Linked DNA regions of Sus scrofa: region 1 is linked to region 2. The links are chromatin contacts, called in public Hi-C maps. All regions are on one chromosome and are shown on one strand. Each heading gives the region's core, a stretch centred on a gene start, on an enhancer-like site or on the middle of the called end of the contact. The rest is flanking DNA. Distances are from core to core; before and after follow the strand shown. Region 1 has its middle 360 kb from the start of TRNAE-UUC. Region 2 has its middle 130 kb from the start of KLF4.

Region 1 (3,375 bases), core at 91-2,590, 430 kb before region 2:
TTCTTGATTTTGTAAGATTTTCTTTTGAGTCTCTATAAAACTCTGAAGCTTCATTTCCATAGATACCACCACTTTGTTTAAGCTACCTAGGCGTATATTTTAATATGAGTATAATCAATTTTTTCCACTATGTTTTTTAAATGGTTATTGTCACTATATAGAAAAACTATTGACTTGAATCTTAATTACTAATTTATTGAGCTCTCTTATTAGTCCTAGTAGTTTTTGTCTGACTTTTTTTCTTTAGTGCTACACTATCATAGTCAATTTAAGATAATAATTTTATATCCTTTCTTTAGGATTCTTGCTTTCTTTTTCTGATTCTTGCTTTATTATATTGGCTAAAATGTCCAGAAAAATAATAAGTATTAATGTCATTGATGGGTATCTTTGTCTAAATTTTATATTAATTGTAATGCTTCTGATATTTTACCATGAAGCAGGGCAAAGTAGGTTTTCCCCTCAGAGATTGTTCTAATTACCTCCTCAGAATATCTTCATTAGAATTATTGGAAAAGATGTGTGTCAGTAGCCCAGAAATATAACTGTCAACTTTTATGTCATTTGCATCACATCTTAGTACAATGGAAAGAAGATGTGTTTTGGAGTCAGGGCACTTGAGTTTGAATGCTTTTCCCAGCACTTATTGGGAAGACAGTGTGAACAAACATCTACAGTTTTTTTATATCTTTCTCTTTAAAATGTGAGTAATAATATTCCTTTATAAGACTGTATTTAAGATTAATAATATATGGAGAAAATAACCTAAGACAGTACCTGGCAGACAGTAGGTACTGGATGTAGAAGACATCCTATCCACATTTTTTTTTTTTTCCTGAGAACATGCATTGGAAAACCTGAAGAATGAATTTTAATAAGAGAGGTTAGACTTTGCTGATAACTTCTATGAACTTAAACTTTGTCCTCTATGTATATGCAAACTAAATGCTTAGTGCAGTCTCTCCTAACTGGGAAATTTCTAAAAATTCTTTGACTCTCTAATCATAGTCACAAGAGCACCCATTTCTCAGATCCTTTTGTAAAGTAGATGTCAAGGCAGCCCTTGCCAAGTAGGACTACTGCAGAAGGAAGAGGAGAAGCCACTAGAAGCCTGGGCAGCAGCTGCTGTTCCTCGTTGGCTCCTCCTCTGGGAGCAGAGCTGCGTGTTGTTGCAGTTGTACTGTACCGTTCTACTGCATGGATTCATAGTTAACATTTTTCTTCCAGGCACATTTAAAACATTTGGCTCACATCCTACTTGAGCTGTTTTATAAGGGCAATAACTGAGGCCAGGGTGTGCTCTTGTCAGCAAGCAAAGCACGCAGCAGAGGCTGCCAAAGAGTTTCCTGCTCGGGGGCCACCCATCCTTGGCTGCAGGACGCATGGCTGGAGCTCATGGCAGCTTGTACAGAGTGAGAGCTGGAACTTTCTGTTCTCTAGGCTCGTGCTTTGAATTCCATCCTTCAGTCGTGCTGCACTGATCAGTGGAGGCTGTTGTGTTTGCGCTTGTTTGGGACTAGCTCAGAACACATGTCACAGCACTGGTTCAAAACCTAGCTTTAAGGCTGGGAAAAATTTTCTTTAAAGCCTAGCAAGAGTTAGCTAGCAGGCGCAGAGTTCCCACGGATCAGCTGCGGGGGAGAGAGGCATTCCCTTCATCCCACTCTCTGTGAATTAACTTCTGGAATGGGCAGACAACACGGAGGCCAAATGGAGGGTTCCAACACCGCCACCCCACCTTCTTTGAAGTCCACCTTGGCATGAGCTCATCTCTTTTCGTGTATTATTTATTGCCAAGGACTGTAACAGGGAGAATCTGCAGTTAGATCCCTGAAGCTGTTTTTTCAGGATTTCCTTTTATTGGAAGCTGTTGGCTATGCCTTCTGCAGCTGGCTCCATCATAGAGCAAAGGGCTCAGTGTGTCCCCCAAGTGACAGCTGCCTTGCCAGTACAAAGAAGGTTCTGGCTGTGAAAGTGCCTTGATACACTAAAGAACTACACAAGGAACAGGGTATTGTTACTGCTTTACTCACAAGGAAGGAGATAATGCTGTTTGGAAAGAATATAGGCCAAGCCTGAGATGCAAGTCAAAATGACAGATTTTTCATTGACTCACAGTGTCACCTTGACCTCAGTCTTCTCATCTGTAAAATGGCAATGAAAAGATTCACCTCCAAACTTTAAGCCAAGGATCAATAAGTCATGCAGAGTGTTTAGGTCCTCTCTTCCAAGTTCTAGAATTAGTCTGGAAATTTTAAAGTAGTTTGAATGACTCTTTATACTCTGTCATTATTTTCTCCATTTATTTGTTATTCACTCGGTCAGCAGTCAATAAAAAAGCAAAACGCATTAAGTGCCTTTAACATTTTAAGTAATGGGAGTTACTGTTGTGACATAGTGGAAACGAATCAGACTAGTATCTGTGAGGATGTGAGTTCTATCCCCAGCTTCACTCAGTGGGTCAGGGATCTGACATTGCCATGAGCTGTGGTGTAGGTCACAGAAGTGGGTTGGATCCCAGCTGTGGCATAGGCCAGCAGCCGTAGCTCCAATTTGACCCCTAGCCTGGGAACTTCCATAGGCCACGAGTGTGGCCCTAAAAAGCAAAAAAAAAAAAAAAAAAAAAAAAAAAAAGTGTTCAAGATATGGCTCCACCTGCTGACTATCTCAAAGATTAAAAAAAAAGTGAAATGATAATAAAATGTAAAGGATGTTATGGTGGTAGAAATTTCAGGAAGTAAGGGATACACTCAGACAAGTTTATGGTGTGACAAAGGTTTTACAGAAAAAGGGACATTTAACCAAAGGTGATATCAGTATATAGAGGACGACATAAAATATTCCAGAACTTAGAGACAGGGACCCTTTGAAATGTGATGAGAGTGACTTGCCCTTAGAGGTGGGCAGTTCATGGGCTGCTATGAGATGGATGAAATGTTAAGTCTTATCGAAGAATTCAGGTTGTGATGGTCTGTAACTAAATTCAACCAGGTCTTACTCAACGGAACTGCCTTTTTCAGTTGAGGGCAAGGATAGGCTCAGCCAGTCATGGGCTGCTGGGAAGCTGGGCTTGGGATGGGCTCATGGAAGAATAGAATTCTTTCTCCTTATTCTACTTCTATAAGAACTGCTTATATTTCTCCTTAACTGTTCTCTTATTTCTTTCACCTGACCTTTAGGTTGAGCAAAGATTCCAGGCTCAAGGAAGACTTTGTAAACCATTGTAGTGCACCATGTTGCCTGGGAAGAAGTTTTTTTGAGAATATGGTTCATTGCTCATGACATGGAGTACATTGTGATTTACAGAATTCCCTCTTTTCTTCTGTGCCTTCCCCCTCATTGTCTGAGGATATCTGTTCTCCCAGGAGACCATGA
Region 2 (2,942 bases), core at 152-2,651:
GAGCAATTAATAAGGCAGAGTCTAAAGCTTCAGAAATGCAAGGATCCAGGTGCTGAATTCATCTGTTCTAAAGATGAAAAAACAGAAAATCCTCTTTTGGTTCCTATTTGGGTAAAGTTGGACATAAATCATTCTTTGAAAAGGTGTCCGTGGGTGCCTTTGGTTGGAGGGGCTCAAGCCCTTTCCAAACATTGCCTCATTAATCCTGGCAAACACCAGGAGAGAAAGCCTGGATAGGCGGCACCTTTTGTGTCACTGAACAGATGAGACCTGGCCTCAAACTTAAAGACACAGGCAGGTTCCAGGTGGACTAGGACAAGGCCCTGCTGGCTGGTGTTAGCTATGCGTGAGTTGTGGGGAAGGGGAGTGAGGAATGAGTGTGTGTGTGTGTGTGTGTGTGTGTGTGTGTGTGTACTCTCTGTGTGCTTTTAGTTTTCCTAATTGTCTCAAACCAGGAAAAGAAAATGAGGCCGCAGCCCTGGAGGCTGGGTGACATGTTATGAGGAAGTCTTATCTTCTTTGAAAATGCCAGATTTTGGCAAAGATTGAATCCCCTTTTCTTGGCAAGCTTGTCCTTGGTAAATGCTTCCTGTTTATTTCAGCCCCTCCACATGCGTGGACATTACTGCAACGGTGCAGTTCTAACCTGAAAAGCGGAATCAGGAAGGGGACTGGGAGGAAGAAAGAGCAAACTCCAACAAGGGATGCTGGAAGTGTCATTTGCTGCCTTGGGATTGATGTGGGTGTTGAGTCCGGTTTGGTATTTCAAAGTCAAGGAAAGATCTAAAAGTACCAGTGCCTTAGAAATGTAAAATACTTGATACGGTCGCTCCTTTTCCTTCTTTGTGAAAAGGAAAAAGAAATAAAAGAGAAAGAGATCGAAGAAAGAAAAAAAGAAGAAAGGACAGAAAGAAAAGGAAAAGGAAAAGAAAAAGGAAAGGGGAAAAGCGAGGCAGAGGCGATGGCGAGCGCAGAATCGCGGGATCCCGGCTCCCTACCCGGGAGAGCGGAACACTTTCCTCCGCGGCCGCGGGCTCGGAGCTTTTAAGGGTTTCTAATCCTGGAAGGCTGTCTGACATCACCCCGTTTCTTGTCGGCTGATGTTTCGTACAAGCCTCTCATTTCCTCAGTGTTTTCAGAGCACCAATTACTGCAACAATCTCGTGTTTATGTTTGCTCTCTCTCCTGCCTCGCTGGCCCTACGCCTGGAGCCTTTGCCGCTTTCCGACGCGGGGAGCCCAAGGGGGCTGGGTGGGGGGGAGCGGGAGGGGGGAACCTGGATCGGGCACTGCAGAAAAAGGGAGGGGTCCCCCTTAATTTTTTTTCATTGACTTCAGCACCATGTGATCAGGAAGTCTGGCCTCCCTCCATTTCCCCTCCCGACTAAAGGGAAACATTGTGTAGCAGCCGCCGCGGCCACTGGTGGGATGGTCTTCGCCGCCTGACGTAGGGAGATAAAAATAACCGGCATATTTAAGGCCTGAGCAGGAATCCCGGCGCTCACACGCGGCCTGGTCAGTTCCCGAGGCCGGCTGGGCGCGGGGCCTGCGGGGAGGCCCGCGCGCTCCTGCGCGCACCGGAGCGTCGCGAGGGCCAGCGCCGGCGACCTGGGGACCCGGGCCCACCACCCAGGCCAGCCGAGCCTCGCGGAGCCCCGGAGAAGCCGGCAAGAGCAGCCTGGCTCGAGCGCGCTGGGCTGGGCATGGGTTCTGGGTCCTGCCTCCCTGGAGACGGGAAGGAAGGATGCTGTGGCAGAAGGAGGGTGGCGGGGAGCCCGAGGGCACACACAAGCTGCCGCTAAAAAAGCCTGCCTGTCCTACACACCATGGTACCCACTCTTTCTCGTCAAATCCCCCCTCTCCAGCCCCTTGAAATGCTGGAACTGCATCCTGCAAAGCAGGCCTGGGAACAAACAAGAATCAGCCTCCTACACTCCAAAATGGGACAAATCCTTGCAATGTCCAGCAATTTCAGAGGCGAATACAGACTTCCTAGAAGCATGCTATCCAGCCACGCTACAGATTTCCTCAGAACTCCTCACCACTGCCCTCACCTCTGACCTGTCCAGGGACCAGCAAAATAGAAAAGGAGGAAGTGCCCCCCTCGATGAGCCCACGTCCCTGTCTCAGCAGCACAGACACGGTGAACAGTACATGACCCTGTCTGCCATCCCACTGTTTCCTCTTGCGTGCATTCATTTAAACCTCACCAGGGAGGTTCCATGACCCCTATTTTACATGAAAGGAAACTGAGGCTCGGGAGACATGGAATGGTTGCCCAGTGCACGCATGGGCATTGCTTCCCTGAGCCTTAGTCGCCTCCCTTGACTGCATTCACACAGCAGCATGGATGTATCATTCTGGAAACCACCTTTCTTCTGTGCCTCCTACCCCCTAAATAAAATGAATACCAAGCAAAACAGTGGTGGTGAGCTTTCCTGCTGATCTGTGAAATAACAGTTCTGCCCTTGCTCTGGGCCACAGAGAAGTTTTGATTTCAATTAATAATGGGAAATCTCCCAGCCTTCTGATGTCTAAAGGAGCAAGATATTTCAAGATTTCTGGCAGAGTTTTTCACCTGAGCCCAACGTGCTGATGAAAGATGAAATGACACCCTTAATTGTTTTGGCATTGCAGAGATAACGCAAAGCTATTATCTGGGTGGAAAAGGCAAAGATGTTTCATTTAGGGAAAAATCAGTAATTTTCTCACACATGAGGATCGAGACTCCAGGGCTGAATCCCTAAAACAATGCCTGATATTTAAAGCATTCAACCCGTAATAGTTGGACCACATGAAGAGGTTATGGGAATGTGAGGGACAGCTCTCAGAGACAGATTGGGTTATACGTGTTTGTCTTTGATGACTGCAGAAGCATGATCCCATTTAACCCTCAGGTAACTCTAGGAGGTAAGCATCATTATTATCCCTACCTGGCATATA

Evidence for each region. A called contact is a pair of places that touch in the nucleus more often than the background predicts.
Region 1: a Hi-C map of skeletal muscle shows a contact between it and region 2, with 8 times the contacts expected there. The contact joins two enhancer-like sites. A contact is called at or near these places in 3 of 47 Hi-C or Micro-C datasets (heart right ventricle, mesenteric adipose tissue and skeletal muscle) and 1 of 2 datasets of contacts at active chromatin or transcription factors (skeletal muscle).

Annotation. Positions count from the first base shown.
Region 1 is chr1:249,171,641-249,175,015 of Sscrofa11.1, reverse strand. No RefSeq gene overlaps it. Among named protein-coding and RNA genes, the nearest start is that of TRNAE-UUC, 360 kb to the left of the region's middle. Within about 2 kb of position 1,340, at least 35 of the 83 cell types and tissues checked have an H3K27ac peak or open chromatin away from gene starts, as enhancers often do. A contact at or near this core is called in mesenteric adipose tissue and skeletal muscle, where this site is marked.
Region 2 is chr1:248,740,185-248,743,126 of Sscrofa11.1, reverse strand. No RefSeq gene overlaps it. Among named protein-coding and RNA genes, the nearest start is that of KLF4, 130 kb to the right of the region's middle. Within about 2 kb of position 1,401, at least 56 of the 83 cell types and tissues checked have an H3K27ac peak or open chromatin away from gene starts, as enhancers often do. A contact at or near this core is called in mesenteric adipose tissue and skeletal muscle, where this site is marked.